2 separate regions of the Mus musculus genome follow, and region 2 is linked to region 1. Evidence: chromatin contacts called from public Hi-C data. All regions are on one chromosome and are shown on one strand. Each heading gives the region's core, a stretch centred on a gene start, on an enhancer-like site or on the middle of the called end of the contact. The rest is flanking DNA. Distances are from core to core; before and after follow the strand shown.

The links. A called contact is a pair of places that touch in the nucleus more often than the background predicts.
Region 2: a contact with region 1 is called in a Hi-C map of liver, with 1.6 times the contacts expected there. The contact joins two enhancer-like sites. A contact is called at or near these places in 1 of 15 datasets of contacts at CTCF or cohesin (large pre-B cells), 12 of 484 Hi-C or Micro-C datasets (the AML12 cell line, bone marrow-derived macrophages, embryonic stem cells and 4 more), 8 of 115 datasets of contacts at active chromatin or transcription factors (the HPC-7 cell line, acute myeloid leukemia, extraembryonic endoderm stem cells and 4 more) and 3 of 9 other capture datasets (adipose tissue, liver and pancreatic islet).

What each region holds. Positions count from the first base shown.
Region 1 is chr10:19,949,507-19,955,797 of GRCm38.p6, reverse strand. All of the region lies in intron 1 of Map3k5 (mitogen-activated protein kinase kinase kinase 5), which reads right to left. Among named protein-coding and RNA genes, the nearest start is that of Map3k5, 18 kb to the right of the region's middle. Within about 2 kb of position 2,612, at least 17 of the 459 cell types and tissues checked have an H3K27ac peak or open chromatin away from gene starts, as enhancers often do. A contact at or near this core is called in hepatocytes and liver, where this site is marked.
Region 2 is chr10:20,070,246-20,076,536 of GRCm38.p6, reverse strand. Map3k5 (mitogen-activated protein kinase kinase kinase 5) reads right to left here. Exons shown (of 30, transcript NM_008580.4): 12 at 6-55. Among named protein-coding and RNA genes, the nearest start is that of Map7, 98 kb to the left of the region's middle. Within about 2 kb of position 2,831, at least 40 of the 459 cell types and tissues checked have an H3K27ac peak or open chromatin away from gene starts, as enhancers often do. A contact at or near this core is called in hepatocytes and liver, where this site is marked.

The DNA of each region.
Region 1 (6,291 bases), core at 1,363-3,862:
TTAAGTTAATTGATGTGGGAAGACCCAGCCCACTGTGGAAGCAAGGGGTGCTGAACTGTGTAAGAATAGAGAAATTGCTAGTCATGGTGATGCACACTTTTAATCCTGGTACCTGCGGACAGGCAGGTGGATCTCTGTGAATTCAAGGGCAGCCTGGCTTACCATACTAAGTTCCAGGCCAGCATGATGGCAGAGTGAGACCTTGTCTGTTGTTATTATTGTTGCTGTGTTTTAAAGGAGAAACTGAACTGTTTACATAGCAAGCAAGCAAACAGGAATTCATTTCTCTCTACCCCTGACTGTGGCAGTGATATGATTGTTTGATATTTCTACCTTGGAATTGTAAAGCTAAAACAAACTCCTTTTCTCCCCCAAGTGTCCTTTTTGCCAGGGTATTTTATCACAATAGAAACAAGGCTAGATGATAACTTTCTACCAGGCCTATCTATGGAGACTCAAAATGCATAGAGGAAAACAATCTACCATAGTCTGTGATTGTTCTCATTCTGTTTTCAATGACCACTTTCTTAAAAATGCAATGCCTATTCTAGAAGCCAGAGCCTAGGTCTCTCTCCATGGTTTGGCTATGAGGTGGAGGCAAAACAGGATGAAAGCTAATGACCTGCAGATCAGCCAACTGCATCTGTGCACATCTGGGCGACGCATGCAAGAACTTCAGACTGAGGTGAGTGCCTCCAAAGACAGCCACCATGAATTCCTGACCCCTCTCTCCCACTGAAGCATTTCCCTCCCTTCAATTCCAGCTTGGCAATGTGACTTCTCTGATCAAGCGAATGCAGCACAAGGAACATTCTTAAAAAGTGGAGATCAACTTCAGATAACTGACAGCTTCTATTTCATTCTTCTTGGCACGATCACAGACTGCTCCTCTCAAAAGCTAACCTTGTTGGACGGAAAGGCTGCATGGCAGATGTAGGGAGGGGTATATCTGAGGCCAGCAGACAGCTGTGTCAGCACCCAGTCATTGGAATGACCCTTCTTGGACATTGCAGCCCAGTTAAGTCTCCAGGTGATTACAGACCCAGCAAAGTGTGGACACACCCAGGAACCTACTCAACCCATTAGGCTGTGACAGATAACAGGCTGCTGTTTGAAGCCAATATGTTTTGTGTGGCGACACAACAGAAAAGTGGAACACAGACCTCTCAAAATAATAAACCAACACTAAAATATAAATGTTGGTCAAGACAACATTTGCTGGTCTTTCTTTCCCAGGTTAATCTCCCTAGGGTTTAAAACACAAGCTTTCTTGCTGTCAGAAGGATACAGAAGAGGCTGAGACTGAAACTCAGAGTGACCCTCCTGGTTCTGCACGGCAGGATTTCCCCCACTGTGGGGCAGATGCTGGGACTCTCAGCTCTATGAAAGAGATCATGGTCTGCTCTGAGATCACTTTAACCTGGTCGGGTTCCTACGTGATATCCCGCTACGATGTCAGTCACTCAGGCCTAATGGCTATCTACCATTTACATCTTTAATGTCCTCCAGAGACCCAGGTTGGAAGTCTGCTCTCAAGCTTGGCTCCACTGGGAGCTGGTAGAATCCTTAGGAGATGCGCCTAGTGGGAGGCAGTTAGGCCACTCGTGGGGGGGCTACTAGGACCCTTCCATGGCTCCTCTCTTATTTCCCAGCTGCCATATGGCAGATAGGCTTCCTCTGTCATATGCCGCCTTGCAACAGGTCCCAAAGCACTGAAACTCTAAAATGGGCTCAAAACAAACCTATTCCCTCTTTGCATTGGTTATCTCAGCTTTGGAGATCTTTATTTACACAGCATATTGATAGAAACTAGAAATTTGAAATTTGATCCCCTACAATAATAATTTTTATCTTATTTAAATTTTTATTTAAATTAAATAAAAGATAATTTTATTAATTTACAGTAGTAAAGATACATCAAAAGAAAACCTCCTGGCAGATTCTAGATCAGGTAAGATGTTAGATTATACAGCCTTGAAATCCTTACTACCTTGGTGGCCCATGGTCTCCAAGATGGCGTGAAGACCCCTTACACGCCTGGTCACATTTAGCTTCTCAGCTAGCCTGCAGGGTTGTAACTGTAGATCCCCAGATCTTAGAGGAGGAAGCGTGGGGATCTGGGACGGAACTCAGTGTCAAGCCCTTGCCCTGCATGTGCAAGGCCCTAAGCTTAATTCCCCGCAGAACACACCAGCAGCAAACAGAAACTCGGGGGCTCAGCGAAGCATGAAGACAGAATCAGAGTCAGTAACTGGCAGGGCCAAGGTTCAAACACTGCAGCCTTCCAAATCCAGCCCCAGTTCTGGCCATCTTAGTGTACGACTTCAATTCCTCTCCCAACATCATGGCTTTGCTTGTTTGTTTCTTCTGACCACTGGGGATACACGTGTACGAATATAGACTGTACACATTTCAAGAAATAATCTCTGTCCCCAGACAGCCATTTTGGCCACACTACGGGTCATGAGGCAGGCAAGAAACCACTTAATATAATCCCAAAGCATGGAACTCCTTCAACCAAGACCAGAGCCAACTCTCTGCCCCATGCCTGAGAGCAGAGACTGTCTGCTAATCTGTAACTGCTTCAGCTGAGCCACTGCTGGGTTGAGGCTCCAGATTCCTTTTAGTACAGGATCAAGCAAGAACAAGCAGAGAAATGCTGACAAACATGACCTCTGGGAACACTTCAAGATTTGCAAACAAAAACAGCTGGCGGGCATTGGCCTCACAGCCAAGTGGGGCGCAGGGGGGTAGGGTAGGGGGTGGGGTGGGGGTTGGGGTTCTTGGCAGATCTTCACTCCCTGCCTGCCTTATCTCAGTTTACCCATGGTGACGGGCAGAGCCGGAGGTTCTTTCAGGTTTTGATTTACGCCCTTCACGGTCAGACCCACTGGCCCACATAGGTAACTAAAATCTCTGGCTTAGCAAACCAGACAAGTCAGTATTTGTGATTAAAAGATATCTGGGGCTGTTAAAAGACTTACGGAGCAAATGTATGCCACAATGATCTCCTAAGTTAAATAGAACATCTCAGAGAAAGTCTCAATACACTAATTACTAGAGCCGATTAAATCTCTAATAAATTCCACTTCTCCATCTTGTATCTGAATGTTAAGATGTAGCCTTCAAAACGCCAGGTGAACTCAACACCAGGTGAACTCATTCACTCTTTTAGACAGACTATAAGCTAGTAAGCATCAAATAGAAAATTTTAACTTTCCATGATTTTCTTCTTATAAAAATCATATTTTCAGCCAGGACCCATGGTCGTGGGAGGCTAAGCATGAAGAATGGGAATTAAAAGCCAGCCTGGACTATACAGAATGAGAAATCAGTAAATAAATAAATAGATAAATTGGGGAAAAGATGGTGTCTTCTTATATGAATGACGTATGCAGCATTTATGTGGCATTATGACTTGAGGATAATGGGAACACTCACAGATTGCAGACAAACACTATACATTGTTTATACTGAGTTACCTGGGATGTCAGTATTCCTGGATGTGGAGAGCTGCAGAGGATGGCTTGAACTTCACTATGAATCTGTATTTGGATTTATAAGGTTTTACCACTTTGTAAAAAATGAAGAAGACCTAGTCCCTGCTAAAGTCACCCTAAGGATATAAGTGTTTCTATATAGCCTCCACCTTCCCTGTCCTACCGCGGTGATGACAGCATAGAAGACGATAGAGAGCATTTTTAGAAACATCTGTGGTGACTTGAATATGCTTGGTCCAGAGAGTAGCACTATTGGGGGGTGTGTGGCCTTGTTAAAGTGGGTGTGGCCTTATTAAAGTAGGTGTGGCCTTGTTGGAGGAAGTGTGTCACTGTGAAGGTGGGCTTTAAGAGCCTCCTCCTAACTGCTTAAGGACAGTCTCCTTCTGTCTTCCTTTGGATGAAGATGTAGAGTTCTTAGCTCCTCCTGCACCAGGGCTGTCTGGATGATGCTGTGATGATGATAATGGACTGAATCTCTGATCTCGTAAGCCAGCCCCAATGAAATGCTGTCCTTATAAGAGTTGCCTTGGTCATGGTGTCTGTTGACAGCAGGAAAACCCTAACTAAGACACATCAGTCCACGCAGCACATCTTTGTCAGTGCCATATGTGAAAAGGGTAAGGATGTTGATCCCAAAAATACGAGTAAACCATCAGCAGCTCTCCCACAGAAGGACCATTTTTGACGGAGCAGCTTCTTTTTGAAATAGAAAATAGACAAAGAATACAAATGAATGGACAGAGCTGGTAGTGGGAATTTCTTCAAGTTAATCTAGAGTTTACTTGAGAAGTTAGTCAGAGCAGTTTCCACTGAACACTGGTTAGAACACTAAATGAAGAAAGCCTAAAATTTCAGCGACTTTGAAAAAAGTGAAGTGTTTCCACTGCAGACATAAATAGTGGGAAACTAAGCAAAGAGATCATTTTTATACATAGCTGGAGCTACAAGCAATGAAGCATTTCAAGTAGTAGAGAAAACAACAAAAGTATGTGGCTTCCAGGCCCTGCTCTTTAACATTTGATAGCATGTGAAGCCTGGCTACTATGAATAGGGTTTGTATTCCTTCGAAAAACATCACAACCAAGAAGCATGATGGAGAGGAAAGGGTTGATTCAGCTTACACTTCCACACTGCTGTTCATCGCAGAAGGAAGTCAGGACTGGAACTCACACAGGGCAGGAACCTGGAGGCAGGAGGTGATGCAGAGGCCATGGAGGGATGTTACTTACTGGCTTGCTCCCCCTGGCTTGCTCAGATGGCTTTCCCAAAGAACCCAGGACTACCAGCCCAGGGATGGCACCACCCACAAGAGGCCCCACCCCAATTGATCACTAATTGAGAAAATGCCTTACAGTTGGATCTCATGGAGACATTTCCTCAAGGGAGGCTCCTTTCTCTGTGATAACTCCAGCTTGTGTAAAGTTGACACACAATACCAGCCAATACACCTGGCCTTTCTTCGATCCCCGAACAAGACCTACACTTCTATAAAGTTAAGTCCCAGCAGTAACGAAGGCCTAAGGTGTCTCATGGTGAATTCAAATACACCTAAGTTATCAAATAGCACCAGAAAAGCGACTCTATTTTAAACCAATTAAAATTAGAACACAATACTCAGGAGGTTTAGCTCAATGACAGACCACCCATGTTACGTGCATAGCACCTTAGGGTCAATCCCCCAAATCAGACCAAACAACGGGAAGCACTGACCTTTGGTTGTACTGACTACACTGTACAAAACAAAATCAGTACATTTAATCTGGTTTGTGTACATTTACTACTCTCTTAACCTTACTCCAAAGGTTCTTCCTATGATAAAGTCTTTGGAAATTCGTATTCCATGCTCTCACAAAGCTGGGCATACTGACCTAGCCCTGTCCCATAGGCGCAGACAATGGCAGGGTGGACCAGTGTACTCTCTGCCGATAGCAGTTTCTTCTGCTTCTGCTAAAACTGTCTTCTTTCTCTGCCCCTTTCACAAATATGCCCGTTCTTTACTTTTTATATTGTTACTTTCTTTACTATTGTTTTGTGTGTGAATGAGAGGGGCCTGGGAAGAAAGTCACAGCGCAGTGTGTGGGGCAGAGGATAACTTCCATTGTCGGAACTGGACAGGGACCTGCACAGCAGGGGGTGGGTAGCCCAGCTGAGGCATTTCATAGGTTGAGAAACACACTTTTCCAAATCACTCACTTCTGCTTGTTCACTCAGTGGTTGCTCAGACCCCTCTACCTGACATCTAACATTGCTCACTTTCTGGAAATTTCCCTGACCAAAGTTACTTAAAATTCTGTCACCTTCAATTCCAGTTATTTCTTTTAAACATCTTACTTGGATTGGTAAGATAATGGCTCAACAGGTAAAGGCATTTTGCTGCCAAACACACACAGACACAGAGACAGTCACACACACACACACACACACACACACACACACACACACACAGAGAGAGAGAGAGAGAGAGACAGAGACAGAGAGACACAAAACTACTAAATAAAACGTAACAAAAATTACATATATGTAAAAAGAAAACTTCACCTATTAGCCCTCTGCTTTGGTTTGACCATGACCGTCTCCACAGAGGTGCCTCTGTGGCTAAGGCTTAGGCCCAGGGTGCTACTGGGCAGTAGAGCCTGTAAGAGGTGGGGAGAGTGGGGTGTTCTTAGGTTGTTGGCAAGCGCCATGAGGACGGTGGGAAGCAGGGCGTCTCTCATTCACTCTCTGAAGCTGAGGATGTGAACAGTTCAGCTCAGTTTTGAACAGGCCAAAAAGCAGTGGAGCCACTCCATAT
Region 2 (6,291 bases), core at 1,582-4,081, 120 kb before region 1:
CTTACCTCACTCCCCTGACAGAGGAAGCACCGAAGTTCCACTCGTGTATACCTTTCTGAAACACAGGAGAAGATGAGGAACAATGAATGGAAAAAAATCATAAAATCATTTAATATTATTATTTTTTAAAAACAAAGTTGTTTTCCTGATGTATATCTCCTCACGAGGCGATTATCTGACTGAGCCCACGAGGGTGATGTTTATTTAATAACACCTGTACTTCCAGACAACAGCTTTCAAAAACCCTGCAAGAATTACTGTCATGAAATTTAAACTTTAATTTTAGTTGTAACTGCTGTGCTTTAATTTTAAGTAAACACCAGAACGAAACAAAGCAACAACCCGGTGATCAGGGTAGCTGAGAGGCTACGGTAGCTCAGTGGCTCCAGCAAATAAGCTCATGTTCCTTTGGGCCAGCTGCCTGCTACCTTCCTTGCACTTGTGTGTTTGAGTTCACATGTATAGGGTTTGGAAGCACATGCGTGCAAATGCATGTGGCGGCCTCGGGACAACCTCGCCTGTCCCTCCTGATTTCTCCAGTGTGGTGCAGCTTTGCTCTTAGGCCCCACGGGCAGCTGTTTCCATGTCCCCAGGTTTGGGAGTGTGGGTGCACACTCCACTCCTGGGCTTTTAAAGTGCTGGTTCTGAGAATGGAACTCAGTCTCCACGCTTCTATGAAGCACATTACTGACCAAGTCATCTCCCCAGACTTAGCATATCTTTTCTGAGAGAGAAAATCAATCTGTATAGCCCAGGCTGGCCATGGACTTGCCATTGTTCGGTCTCAGCTTCTTGAGTGCTAGGATTCCAGAAGTACACCCCACAGCCAGCTTGGAACTAACTTTAGGTAGAAATTTCAACAAAACCTCTGTATCTTTTTATTTTTCATAAATTAATATGTGTGTGTGTGTATGTGTGTGTGTGTCAAAGTGTATCTGCATGTAGACTGTCCATTACAGCTCAAAGGAATTATTACATAATTTATGCAAAACTTAATTATTATGCTAATAATGTTTGGACACAAAAATTTGATTATTATGTGACACAAGTGATTCATAGAATTCATGTTTTAAAAACTTAAAATTTATCTCTCAACCATGACTAAAATATCCTAATTATTATCAAATAATTGTTCTTTAATCATTTTCCCTACATCTCCCAGACTGACATATATGTACAAGGTGAGCTTTTTACCTTAGCCTTCCTACCTGGTTTGGTGTGGGGCCTGAGTGCTAGTTCAGCTGGCCATGCGCTGTACCCTGGCTTTCAGTCCTTCCTCTTAGCAATAGCTAATTCCAAGGTGAACACCTTAATCACCTGCTCCCTGACTGAAGAAGGCGGCCAGATACTCTGCCATCAACATCAGTTTAGGGTTTTATTCGGTTTTCTATCAGCTTTATTCAGAACATCAACAAAGTTTTTTTTTTTTTTTTTTAAAGCTTTCCTAGAGAGTCCTATAAAAATGAACCGTCAGGATTCAGTTTCTTTTTGAACTTGCCGATCAGATGCTGAAATCCAATGGGCTCCCTTTACAAGGCTCCAGTAGATGGTTCTTTATTTAGGAGTCTGACAGCCAATTGGAGCGAACTTATCCATCAACAGAACTCTGTCTGTAAGAGCGAAGACCCAGCGGATGACTCTGAACTTACACTAGGCAATGAAAATTGTCTCAAGCTCATCTACTAAACCAGCGAGTGGCCTTCCATCTTGTGACTGACAACAGTGACAAGACTGTCACCCACGCCATCACCAACTAACACCCATGCCAGAGCCTGCCTGGGAGTCTTTAGAAGTCTCTCCTGCTTGATCTCTTCCTTCAATAACAGCGAAACTACCCTAATTATTTTCTTAATTATTTTTTTACCCTCTGTAAAAGTTATAACAGACATTGAAAAATCATCAAATGTTTGACCACAGCATGCAATTAATAGTATGATATGTAAAACAACCATGAAAAGAGCCCCTTCCCCACTGCTCTGAGGTTGTGGCCTCGTCCTGGCTAATGAAACAGAAGCTGAGCTTTGCAGCTTTGAGGTGGTCTAGAACTCTTCTCTTGGCAAAAGCAACCCAAAAACCTACAATCTCTATCCACAACTCCTATATCTTTCCTAGGGCCATCCAACCAGGAGTGTGGATAGGCCCTCTCAAGTTTGATGCAAACTATTCAAAAACCAGTGTTTAGTGCACCTTACTGGGATTTTAGCAGATTCTGTTGTGAGGTCCAGGGAGGGAGGGCAATGCAGAAAGGCCTAGTGGGGAGCTGAGGCGATGACTAGGTCACTAAAGCACTCACCTGCAAACACAGCCCCGAGTTTGATTCCTTAGAACCCATGTAAAAATGCCAGGGAGTGGCAGGCCCCATGCAATCCCTGAGTGGGCCAGAGGCAGGAAGTCAATCATTCTGCCCTACCTGGTGAATCCAAGGCCATTCAGAGACCCTGTCTCAAAAGAGTCAGCACTCATGAAGATGCCACCTGAAGCTGTCCTCAGCCTTCACACATACACACATATGCATGTACACCTGGACATATACATACATGCATGTGTGCACACGTACTTGCACACATATGTGAACCAGTAAACCGATGAAAATGTGTGTATACATTTAAATTAAGAAAAAGAAAGGCCACATATAAAGGAACCAAGTACTAGACAGCAGCAAATTAAAACAGCAGCCTTCGGCCTCTGCTCTCAATCTCACTCCTATTGTCTGTCAACCTGAGGTCAAAATGTCTCCATAACTGTGTGACCCAGACTTCGCTGCTGACCTATGTGTGACTCAAACGCACAGTGTACCCTTACCTCTGCAGTCTGCCGCTGAGCTGTTGCCCAAGACCACGGTTGGGCTGGGACTGGGCATGAGAGCAGAGCAGGCTGGGTGGCAGGTACACACAGCTCTAAAGTGGCACTGGGAGAAACCAAGGATGGGTTCCTCAATAGACCAGGCTGGTTTGGTAGGAAAAGAGCAGACTACTTCCTGAGTATCTGGTTTCCTGAAGGCTGCTTTGCCTGGACACATCTCACTACAGTGCTCTTAAGTTCAAAGCCTAAGCTACAGCCACTGCACTGGAGGAGGCCCAACCTTCACGGCTAGCAGGGACTCACCACAGGGAGGCACTGGTGAGCTGCAGAGTAAGTACCAGGATCCAGAGATGCAGAGCTGGAGAGGTTAATTAGCCCCAGCAGACCCCACACCATGGTTACCTGTTTGAACCAGCAAAGAAGCACTGTTTTCTAGGAACTGATCCACCCCAAATTCCACGCCCTGCCAAGGGCAGGAATAAGAAGTAGGAGTTAGCAGTGAAAGTGGTAGTAATAATTTAATAATTATACTGTCAGGCCTTATTGCTTACCTGAGCTAACAGTCATTCCTCCCTTGTCCCTTCTCCCTAGCTAACAGTAACAACAGGGCTTTTGGATTTGTTGTTGTTGTTGTTGTTCAGGATCTGCTGGGGCAGGGAATTTAGTCTAAACTGGCCATGAACAGTTCAAGTTCCTTACAGGTGGCTGGCTGTTGTTATGAAGGTTTGGGCTGGATTCTCCTTTCTGGGATGCTGTCTGTATGAGGCAATGCCTGGAGTAGCTGTTTATGACCATGAGAAGACAGCCAACAACTTACAGAGAACTGAGCTCAGAACTCGGGTACAAAATCCCCCTCAGAAAGAACCCGTCTCTGAACTTCTCAGGATAGGAAATACCGTTTCCCTCTTGGTTGAACTTGGGAGTTATGGCCAAACACACCATAAGCAGGAAAGACTGACCACCTGGAACTGGGTAAGAATCCTTCACACAGTTATCTTGACCACTCTACATGGCCACTGCCAAGAGCTGGGCTAAGAGAGGGCAGGCAGCCTGCACAATACACATGCAGACTTTCCTCAGGTACTGACTGGAAACATCAAACGCCCACAGGGAACAGGTACAGGGCTAGGATTCATTAACTATGCCTCATGCAGTCTTCAAGATTTGGACTGAATGGATGTCTACAGAGAACCAACTTACAACCCAGAGGGACACTGGTTTGCAAAAGCTTAAGTTTTTGTACATGGACTATTTTACTATGACCACTACAGGGGATGGGATACCACAGGTGCAGCCCACATATGTCAAGAGACAGTGGGAGAAGCAGAGGGATGGCTTAGGAGTTAGAGCACCCACAGAGAGGCCAGGCTCATTCCCTGCACCTACAGGATGTCTCACGGACATCTATAATTCCAGTTCCAATGGATCCGGGGGCCCTCTTCTGATCTTTGTAGCCCCCCAAAATAATACATTGCATATACATGGATGCAAGCAAAATAAATAAATACATTTTTAAAGAACACAGAAGTAGATGGTGGATAATTCACAGCCTAAGCCAATAGCCCTGCCTCACATACCCATTTATATCTTAACACATGCATTTCTTAGCATACTGTAAAAATTGTCAGAGAGACTAAAAACATCCACACCAGACCCACTTAACAGAGAGAACCCTTCTGAAAGAGCAAACAAAACATCTAGTTGGAAGAAGTACTGTTTCCAAAAATCTCTGGCTCCGTCCTTGTTCTCTTCCTGTCTTCCAAAATCCATTGGCTCTGCACTCATTCTAGGACTGTGTTCATCGCTAATTCCTTTAGTCGCGTTCTGTTCCAAGTGTCCCTGGGTAACCTTGCTCTTTCTGGTTAAGCCTCTGAAGATCTCTCCTAGCCTTGCTCTCTGCCCAGTATAAGACCATGTCTGCATCTACTTTAGAGTGTTGTAAACAAGGCAGTGCACTTCAAAGAGGTATGATTAGAACACACATCGATTGTGCCCGGGTTGTCTGAACAAACTGTATCTCTGTAGGTGCTTGTAGGTCATCAGTTCCAAGTGTCCGGGTCCAAAATGAAACTCCCCCAGAATTCACCCTTCCCTTCTAGGCGAAACCTAGAACCTGCTGGTGTTATCACTCTTAGACTTTGAACCACTAACACTTAATAGTTCCATTTAGTTAATCTTCCTAATGACATTATACATTTTTTCCCCTTTTCTTTTCAAGTGACCCGCCACTCTGCAGCTGCAACCCCCCTTTCCCGCTCTAGGTTCCCTGACTACTTCATTTCTGGTTCTTTCCTTTAGCAGCCTTTTCCCTGCCCCTCCAGGGTCCAAGATTCCCAAACTCTTATGTCAAGGTGAGATACGTCTCACAGCCACAGTGGTAACATCACTGACGCACGTTCTGTGCATTTAGCCCTGTGCCGGGGGACTCGTGGTAATTATCACATGCACTCTCCATAAGTTATCGTCTTTTCTTCATGTAAGGAGGCTACAGGAAGAGTTATCTGGACGGCCCAGGTCACTCAGCAAGCAGCAGGTAATACAAGTTTTTCCACCTTCGCAGCAGCTTCACTCTGACCCTATCCTGGCTATTCTATGCTGCCTTCTTGCCAGCCCTTAGACTTTAAGTGGCTTCAATGACAGACAGCACACGTCTAAATTCTCTTTCCTCATTCAGGAAACAAATTGTGATTGTATACCACCCTGCCTACCAATATATTTGCCACTGCCATCATCACCCCTCCCTGGTAAGCGGGAAAGGCTCCTATTGACCCTGAACGCCCCAGGCTCACACTTGCTTACACTGCCTCCGTGGGACTTTGCTCTCTTCTTCCGAGCCAAGGTCATTCTTTTCCCTTTTCTCTTCCAGTCCTGCTCCAAACCAAAGCCCAGACTCCGAGTCCTTCCGGAAGCTTCCGAAAGAAGCTTATTGATCCTCACTGAACTTCACCGACCAAAGGTCCACAAGGTCTTCCCCACAAGCCACGGAACTCCTCATAGGGAGGAAGCAGCAGGCGTTTCATCACATTATTTACCACAGGCCTCCTCAGGTGTCACAGAACGCTCGCTCCAAGGGAGGTCTTACTTATATACAAGAAATGCTACTGATGTGGTGTCCGCCAGTCTCTCCTCACAAAGAACACAGAGAATGCCTTAGCTGTCAGAAAGTTCTCGCCAAGGCAGGTCCCTTTATGGATAAGTTAGTACTATAAAAAAGACAATAGTACCTTTTGGAATTTTCTACATTAAGGGCTAGATAGCTGGGCCTCATAACAACACCGCTCATAGTGGCCGATATTAGCTCGTATAAGATGTATTTTGTCGTGTGAAGATCCTTTAGTTATTATAACCTGTTAGTGGGCAAACTATAAAAGTCTAGTGCAGCCAGTCCACAGTTGTCTCATGAACACAGTAGTGGAGCCAGCACTCCACAGGTTGGATCTGAAAAGGCCACAGTTCTGAGAGAAGCCACTTGGAGGCGGATGCACAGAC